Regions from separate parts of the Callithrix jacchus genome. Here region 1 is linked to region 2. Evidence: chromatin contacts called from public Hi-C data. All regions are on one chromosome and are shown on one strand. Each heading gives the region's core, a stretch centred on a gene start, on an enhancer-like site or on the middle of the called end of the contact. The rest is flanking DNA. Distances are from core to core; before and after follow the strand shown.

Region 1 (6,169 bases), core at 2,293-4,792, 47 kb before region 2:
AATAATTCTTACACCTTCTGGAGGAAAATCTAAGTCTGGGCTTTGTGCTACCTTTCTCCCTCCTCTACCTCCTAGGCCCTGCTATTTATCCACCCACCCCATCAGCTAAGGAACTGGCTTCTGATCTGTGCTTTCAGAAGGTGGCCAGAGAGAGAAATGGCAAAGACCTTCCTAATGGCAGGTGTGTATGGGTGACGACTGGAGATGGAATAGTGTTGGAAAATTAACGAATCACTGGTGTTCAAGAGTACTGGATTCTTACCCCAAATTGTTCATCAACTAGCTAAGTGACCATGGATGGGAAAGTCACTTAACCTTGCCACATTTCAGATTTCTCTTCTATACATCATGGAATACTGTGCAGCATAAAAAAGAACAAGCATAATGCCCTTTGCAGGAACATGGGTGGAGCTGGAGGTCATTATGCTCAGCAAACTAATGCAGTAACAGAAAACCAAATACCACATGTTCTCATTTATAAGTGGGAGCTGAATGAGGAGAACACATGGACACACGGGAGGGAATGACACACACTAGGGCCTGTCGATGGGTGGTCGGGGAGGAGGGAGAACATCAGGAAGAATAGCTAATAGATGCTGGGCTTAATACCTAGGTCATGGGATGATCTGTGCAGAAAACCACCATTGCACACGTTTAACCTATGCTAACAAATCTGCACATCCTGCACATGTACCCCTGAACTTAAAATTTTAAAAATAGGCCGGGCGCGGTGGCTCAAGCCTGTAATCCCAGCACTTTGGGAGGCCGAGGCGGGTGGATCGCGAGGTCGGGAGATCGAGACCATCCTGGTCAACATGGTGAAACCCCGTCTCTACTAAAGATACAAAAAATTAGCTGGGTATGGTGTCGCGTGCCTGTAATCCCAGCTACTCGGGAGGCTGAGGCAGGAGAATTGCCTGAACCCAGGAGGCGGAGGTTGCGGTGAGCCGAGATCGCGCCATTGCACTCCAGCCTGGGAAACAAGAGCGAAACTCTGTCTCAAAAAAAAAAAAAAATGTTTTTTAAAATAACTAAGGAGAACGATCCAAGATGGCTGATCGCTAACATCCCGAGATTGCAGCTCTCAGGTAAGGCGCGGAGAACTAGAGGACGCCACACTTTCAGACAAATTCTGGTCGCTCACGGAGCAGAAGATCCCCCAGTGGAGGAAACACACGGGTGGCCAGCGCGACTCTCGTGGCCGGCGCAGCGGTTCCGCCGGCACCTCGGCACGGCAGCTCTGGGAGCAGAGTAAACAGGTTCGGAGGACCCGCACGGGCCCCCAGCACAACACCAGAGCCCGGCGCAGCGCTGTGACTGCACCCCAGCGCGGCAGCCCTCGGCGCAGAGTAAATGGGACCGGTTCCCCTTCTGACCGAGGTTTGGAGCCCCGGGAAGGCAGAGTCCCCTACTACGGACACAAGAAAGAAGCCGACAGGAAAATCCTGACGACAGGAGGATAAATTTACAATGACAGGAAGAAACCAGCGTAAAAAAGCTGAGAATACTCAGTCAGAACGCCTCTCCCTCTAAAGATGATCACAGTTCCACATCGACAATGGAACAAGGCTTGATGGAGAATGAGTGCATCCTGATGACAGAACCACTCTTCAAGGAATGGATAATAACAAACTTCGGTGAGTTAAAAGAACATGTTGTAGCCCAACGTAAAGAAACTAGGAACTTTGAAAAAAGGTTTGATGAAATCCTACTGAGAATAGACAACTTAGAGAGGAGTATGAGTGAATTAATGGAACTGAAGAATACAATACAGGAACTCCGAGAAGTATGCACAGGTTTAAACACTCGAATTGTTCAAGCAGAAGAAAGGATATCAGAGGTCAAAGTCCAACTTAATGAAATAAAACATGAAGAAAAGATTAGAGAAAAAAGGATAAAAAGGAATGAGCAAAGTCTCCAAGAAATGTGGGACTATGTGAAAAGACCAAATTTACATTTGATAGGTGTACCTGAATGCGACGGAGAGAATGAATCCAAGCTGGAAAATACCCTTCAGGATATTATTCAGGAAAATTTTCCTAAACTAGCAAAGCAGGTCAACATTCAACCCCAGGTAATACAGAGAACACCACAAAGATACTCCTCAAGAAGAGCAACCCCAAGGCACATAATCGTTAGATTCACCAGGGTTGAAACGAAGGAGAAAATACTAAGGGCAGCCAGAGAGAAAGGTCAGATTACCCACAAAGGCAAGCCTATCAGACTTACAGCAGCTCTCTCAGCAGAAACTCTACAAGCCAGAAGAGAGTGGGGGCCAATATTCAACATCCTCAAAGAACAGAACCTTCAGCCCAGAATTTCATATCCAGCCAAACTAAGCTTCACAACTGAAGGAAAAATAAAATCTTTTATGAACAAGCAAGAACTCAGAGATTTTATTACCACCAGGCCTGCTTTACAAGAGCTTCTGAAAGAAGCATTACACACAGAAAGAAACAACCAGTATTAGCCTTTCTAAAAATATACCAAGAAGTAAAGAGCAGCAACATAAAGAAGAATTTACACCAACGAATGGATAAAACAGCCAGTCAACATCAAATGGCAGTAACCCTAAATTTAAATTGACTAAATCCCCCAATCAAAAGACACAGCCAAAACCCAACGGCATGTTACATCCAGACCTGTTTCACATGCAAGGATACACAAAGACTCAAAACAAAGGGATGGAGAAAGATTTACCAACCAAATGGAGAGCAAAAATAAATAATAAATAAATAAAAAGCAGGAGTTGCAATTCTCGTGTCGGATAAAATAGATTTTAAAGCAACAAAGATATAGTGGTAAAAGGATCAATGCAACAACAAGAGCTAACGATCCTAACACCCAGATACATAGAGACTTAGATTCAATGAGACAGAAAATTAATAAGGATATCAAGGACTCGAACTCAGATCCAGAACAAGTAAACTTAATAAATATTTATAGAGCTCTCCACTTCAAATACACAAAATATACATTCTTGTCAATACCACATCACACCTACCCATAAGTTTAAATGAAACATTGATTGGCCATTATTAATACCCAATTTTTTTCAAAATAAAGCAATATTTCCATTTACTCTCCCTCTTTTTCTTCCTCTTTCTTCCTCTCCTTTACTTACTTTTTTTTTCTTTCCTTCTCTCAAAAAAAAAAAGAAATCAACTTGTAAACCTCTAGATCCAGGTCTGCAATGTCTCTCTCATTGCTTGATTTCCTTCCTTCCCTTCCCTCCCTCCCTCCCTGCTTCCTCCCTTCCTTCCTTCCTTCATCCCTTCCTTCCTCCCTACCGTCCTTCTTCCCTCCCTTCCTGCCCTCCTCCCCCCCCACAAAAAAAAAAAAAAAACCTAAATAAAAGGATATCTCTTTTGTAAAACAGGATTACCACTCTTATTTAACTTACTAGGGACGGTCAAAGTAGAAACTAATGGAAGAAGCATGAAATTTTTGACACATTTCTATACTAATACAGAGGGAGGGGAGGTGAAGAGGAGAAAGGAGAGGCCAAGGCAGCAACCGCAGGATCCAGAACTAAATACTGCCTTTCCTTTAATTATTCTTAACATACTCAGTGTTTTTCAGAGAATGAAAGATGTAACATTTTATCTGAAGGTGAAAGGAAGATCCTGGCATCAAAATGGCTTTCAGTACTCATTAGAAAGATAACAGTCAATAATGTAACAGTATTCAGTATTTCTTTCTCTTGCAGAGGGAGGTGCAACAAGGCAAATTTCTGCCCTTCCAAAGTGAAATGTTTTAAGCAAATGATATAAGAGAGTGGGCCCTTACCCAACACCTAGATCACCAATGTCTAAAACTGAGAGGGCATAAAATTGTCTCTGTCTCTCTTCACAATCTTTGGTTTTAACTGGTATCAGCAAAACTGAGACAGAGGATTTAAAAACAAAACAAAACTGGAACTCCAGCACAATAAATCTGGCACACACAGCCCTCTCTCCAGGAACCAGCTGTGACTGGCTCCACCCACCATCACAATCATCATGGCAGAGAGAAAACCACACACTGTAACGTGAATTCTGCATCACGGCTGTCTAACAGTAAATACAAGTTAATGAAGACACAAGAAGATTATAGGTTTGAATGGGAACACAGAGAAAAACAAGGGTTGTCATTTGCTTTCTGAAAACACCAGAGAGGCACAATGAAATGGATGGGAAAGGATAATCCTATGGGCAAGAACATCTCATCTCATCCATCTGCTAAGCCTAATTACACTGCCACAACTAGAACCCTACATTTGTAACTCACTGGTTTAAATCAAGCAGCAGCATAAAATATATCCCAGGGAGGGACCTTGAAGACCACCTTATCCAAACTTCATTTTACAGATGATAAAACTGAGGCCCAGAGGGACAAGTTCACACAGTTCATTGGTGGCAGGCCTCCTAACTCCTAAGACAGAGCTCCTTTCAAGACCCCACATTGCCTTTTTCAACCCTGATGGTCACTGAATTTAGAGGCTGACTGAAGGAATAATAGGAGGAGGCAGGGGAGCGATGTTCAGAAAAAGAAATGGGATCTCCAAACTGCCACACACCAAACAGGAATGAACCACAATTCCATGCCACCCAACCTGAATCTTGCTCTAGTCTCAATGCCTGGCCCTGCCTCTGCCAGGAGGGTACACTGAGAAAAGGGGAGAGGATGACAACCAATCACTGTGGGAAAGAGAGGAAGCATCCCCGTGCAGGTGGGGGTTCTTACCAGAGAGCCCAGGGAGTTGTAAAATTCTCCCTCCCTTGTGGCATCTGGCAAGCAGGAATGCTACTAGAGCAGGAAACAAGTAGCAGAGAAAGAGGGAAGGAGAGGCAGAAGAGACAGAACCAAGGTAGAGACCAGCGCCTAGAGATTAAAGGCTGCATACAATCCCTTGATCCACACCTTCTACCCCTACCTTCCCATCTGTGAGATCTTAGGTAAGTTACCTTCCTTTCTGGTCCTCAGTTCCATACCCATAAGAAAAATATATACGGAGGAGGAGAGGAGGAAAAGGAAAGGTGTCTAAGTATCTCTAAGGTCCAAGTCTGTCAATGTGACAATCTGAGGAGATACAGAATAAGACTGGGGGTGTGTTCAAGTAGAGGGGCTGAGGAACTTCAATGGACGGGGGCAATGTGAGAGCAAAGAGAACTGGCACCATGGGGCCTCTATACAGTCAAAATATAAATAGCTGAGGATTGAGGGTTAGGCATACAAAGAGTAGTGAGACAGGAAAGCAGAAGGGATCTGAAGGAAGAAGGCAGAAGGTGCCAAAAGTACAGCTTACCAACTTTCAGATTCCACCCCAGGCTAGCCCATCTGTGTTGGGCAATGCAGATGCACTGGCAAGGGCCAGCCCCAGACAACATCTTGGGGAAGGTGTTCTATACCCTCCCATACCTCAATCCTGCAGGTTACTCTAAGAGAGGCTGTTCAACTATCTAGACAATCAAATTCTAGGACTGTGTATATGGGCTCTGTGAAGGAAGCCAGGCACAAAAGATTATGTACTGTGTGATATGGTTTGGCTGTGTCCCCACCCAAATCTCAACTCAAACTGTAATCCCCATGTATTGAAACAGGGAGGTAACTGGGTCATGGAGGCAGTTTCCCCTACATTATTCTCAAGACAGTGAGTGAATTCTCATGAGAGCTGATAGTATTACAAGTGTCTGGTGTTTCTCCTACTGGCAATTCTCTCACTTGCCACCATGTGAAGGTCTTTGCTTCCCCTTTGCCTTCTGCCATGAGTGTAACTTTATTGAGGCCTCCCCAGTCATGCAAAATCTCTTTCCTTTATAAATAACCCCAGTCTTGGGCAGTTCTTCATAGCAGTGTGAAAACAGACTAATATGCTATGTCATTCCATCTATAGAAAATTCAAGGCTGGGCATGCTAGCTCACATCTGTAATCCTAGCAACTTTGGGAGGCCGAAGCGGGAGGATCACTTGAGCCCAGTTGTTTGAGACCAGCCTGGCCAACATGGTGAAACCCCATCTCTACAAAAAATATAAAAATAGGCCAGGCGCGGTGGCTCACGCCTATAATCCCAGCACTCTGGGAGGCCAAGGCGGGTGGATCACGAGGTCAAGAGATCGAGACCATCCTGGTCAATGAGGTGAAACCCCATCTCTATTAAAAATACAAAAATTAGCTGGGCATGGTGGT
Region 2 (6,133 bases), core at 1,224-3,723:
CAAGACCACCCTGGCCGGGCACAGTGGCTCAAGCCTGTAATCCCAGCACTTTGGAAGGCCAAGGCAGGTGGATCACAAGGTGAAGAGATCAAGACCATCCTGGTCAACATGGTGAAATCCCGTCTCTACTAAAAATACAAAAAATTAGCTGGGCATGGTGGCGCGTGCCTGTAATCCCAGCTACTCAGGAGGCTGAGGCAGGAGAATTGCCTGAACCCAGGAGGCGGAGGTTGCGGTGAGCCGAGATCGCGCCATTGCACTCCAGCCTGGGTTACAAGAGCGAAACTCCGTCTCAAAAAAAAAACACCCTGACCAACACGAAGAAGCCCCTCTCTACTAAAAATACAAAATTAGGCGTGGTGGCACATGCCTGTAATCCCAGCTACTCAGGAGGCTGAGGCAGGACAATCACTTGAACCCAGGAGGCAGAGGTTGCAGTGAGCCGAGATCGCACCATTCCACTCCAGCCTGGGCAACAAGAGTGAAACCCTGTCTCAAAAAAAAAAAAAAAAAAATGTTTGCAATGCAACCCAACCACCTATACAAGTCAGTAACATGCAAAACAGATACCACACGACTGCGAGGGGCCTAAAGAGGAGAGTCTGCTGGGAGTAGGTCTCAAGAACTTAGCTGAACACATACCACACACAGGTCCACCACTGACCGTGTGATCACTACAGGCATGGAACAAGTCACCAAGCCAACAGGTCCCCAGGTTATTAAAATATAGGGAAAGTTGGCTGGGTAATCCCAGCACTTTGGGAGGATCGCTAGAGCCCAGGAGTTCAAGACCAGCCTAAGCAATATACCAAGACCCCATCTCTATAAAATTTTTAAAAATAAAATTTTTTTTAAATCTAGAGAAAGAAAGGGAGGTTACAGAAATCACCAAAGAGCAGAAAGTCCAAGCCTACTCTGATTTCATCAATTAGCTTCCTAAAGTCTGCAGGATGCAGGTAAAAGATTAAAAACAAAATCTTTACTGAAGATTGGACAAACCACCACCAAAAAAAAGGCAAAAAATAAAAATAAACTGATCTTTTCTGGCCATTTCTCTAGCTAGCTAAGCAGCTTTCCCTCACATAGTCTTGTCCCTTACCTAGAACCCAAAAGAGTTGTGGTAGCTCAGAAACCCCCAGTAAACAGCCTCATGATTATTTAATGAAATAAAGTGTTCATTTGTGAGCAACGCTAGAAGCTGCAGAGATGGAACACCTAGTATACGGTTTACAGGTCATGGTGTTCATGTCTCAGGTCAGGAGTTTAGGAGCTCCTGGCCAAGTACGGAAAGCTAATCATTAGTGAGGAAATGGTTTGTTGAATAAATGAATGAATGAATAGCCAGATAAGGAACGATGCTTTCTTGAGCAAGACAGTTCCCAGGAAGGCCAAGGACCGGGAACTCCCAAAGTCAGCAAGGAAAAGCCACGAAGTCCACACGGACTTCCAGCACGCCCCCGCTGGCCAGGCAGCTGGCCTGCAACAAGGCATTTAGGCCCCACAGGTGTCAGGCATGAAGGTGAGGCTAATGCTCCACACTTCATAAACTGAGCCGGTCTCAAAGCACAGATGCGATCTTAATTCTTTCCAAAACATTAGCCTCCTCTCCCCGTTACAGCCCAGACTCCCAGAGGATCACATTTAGAACACAGCTGGGGAGAGGCAGGAGAGATGTGCCAGCTTTTATTTTCTTGGGAGGAGACCGGTCAATGGCCAGGGACCACTGAAACTGTCGGGAAACGGGTGAAGAGGGAAATCGAGACCCGCGAAATCCGCGAACTGGTCTGAGTCAGGAGCACAATCAGTGCTTAGTCACTGATACCCCGGCGGCCGGGAGTTCCTCGCCCCCTGCCAGCCCCAGACGTACGTGACAAACCGGAGAGGAGCCTGGCGCGCGCTCCTGAGCCCCGGCCCGGGCCTCCCCAGCCGGGCCCCGACGTTCGCCACCCGCTCCATACTTACTCTGCAGAGCTGGTCCCGTTAACCGCCGAGCCGTCGGGGGCCGGGTTCAGCTGGATGGGCGTCGGCTTCTTCTTGGGCATTTTGGACCCGGCTAAGGCGCTTTCAACTCCGGGGGGAGGGCAGCACCTCTCGCTTCCTCCCGCTGAGCTGCCCCGAGCCCGCTGCGCAGGTCCAAGTCCGGGCCGCGGGCCGCGGGGATGCCTTCGGCGGGTGCGCCCCGCGCGGTCCCGTCAGCTCCGAGGGGGCCGGTGGCGGTCTCAGGGGACCCCCGCCCCACCCGCCCGGGACTCGGCTCCGCGCGCAGCGAGCCGAAGGGCTGCCCGCAGGAGTGGAGCGAACTGAAAGTGCGGTTCGGCAGCCCGGGATTCCCTCCCTCTCTCCCTCAACCAACCAGTCTCTCCAGCTCAGGCGGCCCCGTCGCGCGCGCACCAGAGCCCAGCTCCAGCTCCTGTCGAGGAAACTGCCGCCGCCGCGCTCCTAGCCGCTAAGCGCATCGGCCCTGGGAGGGACTGGAGGTCGGGGGAGGGGCGGGGAAGGGGAAGCCTCGCCCCCCACCCGAGCTGCGGCGCTTTCCACACACCCACTCACTCCGCCCCTATTGCCTCGCCAACAACCAATGGGAGCAAGCCTCGGCGGCAGATGACGCGGAAATACGTCATGGGAGCGCGGCGCGCTGCCCTGGGGGCGGGGTCTGTCGCGGGCTCGACGGCGCCCTCTGCCGCCCGGAGACACGCAGGCTGACCCCTCCGAAAAGAGGTTCGTATCGGCTGCCGGTTGAGCTCCTCTAGGCCAAGTGCTGCGCGGCCTCCTCGTCTGCGGTAACTAGCCTGTCCCCAACCTTCGTCCCAAAGCCGAGTCCTGTTGACAGAAATGAAATAACAAAATAAATAAGGAAAAGGACCCCTTCCTGTGTCCAGAGGAGAGGCGGCGTGGTAAATAGGAAACTTGTCCAGAGACTCCTTGAGCCCAACGAACTGTCATTTATGTATTTTATTTGTTTAATAATACTCCTGAGAAGGGTGCGGGGAAATGGATACTCAGTGCTGATGAGACTGTAAATTGTTGCAACGGTTTTTGAGAGCAGATTGATTTTTTTTTTTTTTTTTTTTTGACGGGGTTTCACTATGTTGGTAACATTTTTTTTAAAGCCTTAAAAACACCCTTTACCAGTCCAGGAGTGGTGGCTCACGTCTGTAATCCCAGTGTTGCCTGAGCAGGGAGACTCCCCCCCCCACCCCTCCCCGGTCTCTACTGGCTGGGCGTGACTGAGTGCACCTGTAGTCTGAGCTACTGAGGAGACTGAGGCTGGAGGATCACTTGAGCCCAGGAGTTTGAGTCTGCAATGAGTTAGGATCACACCACTGCACACCAGCTTCAGAGCGAGACTCTTTAAAAACTTTCATCCAGGCTGGTCCGAGTGCCGTGGTGTTTACAACTAATTGATCACAACCAGTTACAGATTTCTTTTTTTTTTTTGAGACGCAGTTTCGCTGTTGTTACCCAAACTGGAGTGCAATGGCACGATCTCGGCTCACCGCAACCTCCGCCTCCTGGGTTCAAGCAATTCTCCTGCCTCAGCCTCCCGAGTAGCTGGGACTACAGGCACGCACCACTATGCCCAGCTAATTTTTTTGTATTTTTAGTAGAGACAGGGTTTCGCCCTGTTGACCAGGATGGTCTCGATCTCTTGACCTCGTGATCCACCCGCCTTGGCCTCCCAAAGTGCTGGGATTATAGGTGTGAGCCACCGCGCCCAGCCAGTTACAGATTTTTTTGTTCCTTCTCCACTCCCACTGCTTCACTTGACTAGCCTTAAAAAAAAACTTTCATCCAGGCCAGGAGCGGTCGTTCACACCTATAATCCCAGCAGTTTGGGAGGCCGAGGCGGGTGTATCAAGAGGTCAGGAGTTCAAGACCAGTCTGCCCAAGATGGTGAAACCATCTCTACTAAAAACACAAAAAATTTACACGAGGGTGGTGGCCAGTGCCAGTAATCCCAGCTACTCGGGGAGGCTGAGGCAGAGAATCACTTGCACCTGGTAGGCAGAGTTTGTTTACAGAGAGCTGATATCAGGTCACTACACTCCATCCTGGGCCCCTGAGTGAGACGGAATTTTGCTATTGTTGCCCGGGCTGGAGTGCAATGGCGCGATTTCAGCTCACTGCAACCTCCCCCTCACAGGTTCAAGTGATTCTCCTGCCTCATTCTCCCAAGTAGCTAGGATTACAGGCACGCGCCACCACGCCCTGCTAATTTTTTGTATTTTCAGTAGAGACAGCGTTTCTCCATGTTGATCAGGCTGGTCTTGAACTCCCACCCTCAGTTGATCTACCCACCTCAGCCTCCCAAAGTGCTGGGATTACAAGCATAAGCCACAGCGCACGGCCAAAAAAAAAAAAAAAACGCTTTTATCCAAAAATTCCAGTTCTGTGAATTACTAAAGAAATAAGATGTGTGACCAGGCGTATATTTTGTATTTTGTCCTAAAAATACAAAAATTAGCTGAGTGTTGTGACGCACACCTGTAGTCCCAGCGACTCGGGAGACTGAGGCAAGAGAATTGCTTGAACCTGGAATGCGGAGTTCTCAGTGAGCCGAGATTGTGCCACTGCAGTCCAGCCTGGGTGACAGAGCTAAACTCCATCTCAAAAAAAAAAAAGAAAGAAAGATGTGAATAAAGAGCTTAAAAAATAAGAGGCACATTATCCATTCAAAAGGGCACATTCAGTGTTCCTCTTCCCCTTTTCCATCCTAAAATATTCAGTGCCAGAGACATTAGGTATACAGAACAAAGGAAGCATATACACCTGGCGGTCCACAGCCAGGTGTCAGTAACCTAATAGGTAAGGAGGCTGAAGAACCTGAGAAGATGAAGAGGGCTTGAACACCTGGGAGGCAGCCCTACAAAAAGTCTAAGTCCTAGAGCCCAAGAGTGGAGAGCAAGGCATCCCAGTGGGGAAGGCCTGGAAGCTTAGATTGGGAGATTAGTTGCATACGGGATGATTGATCAAGTCACTAAATACATTAAGCATGACAGAGCCAGCTTTCCCACTGTGGTACAATGAAGTTAAAACGATGGGGAGAATGCCCCATGCTATTGTATTGGAATTGGAGGTATCAGTGTGAACTCACAGTTTTTTTGTTGTTTTTTGGGTTTTTTTTTTTTTTTTAGTAGAGTTTAGCTCTTTTTGCCCAGGCTGGAGTGCAGTGGCGGGATCTCGGCTCACTGCAACCTCTGCCTCTCGAGTTCAAGTGATTCTCCTGACTCAGCCTCCCAAGTAGCTGGGATTACAGGCACATACCACCACGCCCGGCTAATTTTGTATTTTTAGTAGAGATGAGAGGCAAAGGTTGCAGTGAGCCAAGATCATGTTGGCCAGGCTGGTGTCTAACTCCTGACCTCAGGTGATCCGCCTGCCTCATGAGCCACTGAGCCCAGCCTGAACTCATAGTTTTTTTAAAAAAATAATTATATGGGCCGGGCGCGGTGGCTCACGCCTGTAATCCCAGCGCTTTGGGAGGCCGAGGTGGGTGGATCACAAGGTCGAGAGATCGAGACCATCCTGGCCAACATGGTGAAACCCCGTCTCCACTAAAAGTACAAAAAATTAGCTGGGCGTGGTGGCGCGTGCCTGTAGTCCCAGCTACTCGGGAGGCTGAGGCAGGAGAATTGCTTGAACCCGGGAGGTGGAGGTTGCAGTGAGCCAAGGTCGCACCACCGCACTCCAGCCTGGGTGACAGAGTGAGACTCTGTCTCAAAAAATAAATAAACAAAAAATAATAATAATAATAATTATATTCGGTGGGTGCAGTGGTGGCTTCTGCCTGTAATCCCAACACTTTGTAAGGCCGAGGTGAGAGGATCATTTGAGGTCAGGAGTTCAAGACCAGCCTGGCCAACATGGTGAAACCCTGTCTCCACTAAATTACAAAAATTAGCCTGTCATGGTGGTGGGCACGTGTAATCCCAGCTACTCAGGAGGCTGAGGCAGGATGATTGCCTGAACCTGGGAGGCAAAGGTTTCAGTGAGCCGAGGTCACACCACTGCACTCTAGCCTGGGCGACAGAGCGAGACTCTGTCTCAAAAATAAATAAAATAAATAAAAATAAATTTTATTGCATATATTTGAGGTTTACAACATGATGTTGTGGGATATATATAGATAGTA

The links. A called contact is a pair of places that touch in the nucleus more often than the background predicts.
Region 1: a contact with region 2 is called in a Hi-C map of induced pluripotent stem cells, with 1.9 times the contacts expected there. The contact joins the enhancer-like site here to the promoter of MAP2K1 in region 2. A contact is called at or near these places in 2 of 3 Hi-C or Micro-C datasets (induced pluripotent stem cells and skeletal muscle).

Annotation. Positions count from the first base shown.
Region 1 is chr8:13,466,839-13,473,007 of calJac240_pri, reverse strand. All of the region lies in intron 1 of MAP2K1 (mitogen-activated protein kinase kinase 1), which reads right to left. Among named protein-coding and RNA genes, the nearest start is that of MAP2K1, 48 kb to the right of the region's middle. Within about 2 kb of position 3,542, at least 2 of the 16 cell types and tissues checked have an H3K27ac peak or open chromatin away from gene starts, as enhancers often do.
Region 2 is chr8:13,418,708-13,424,840 of calJac240_pri, reverse strand. It overlaps MAP2K1 (mitogen-activated protein kinase kinase 1), which reads right to left and starts at 2,473. Exons shown (of 11, transcript XM_002753259.6): 1 at 1,963-2,473. The coding sequence starts at 2,042.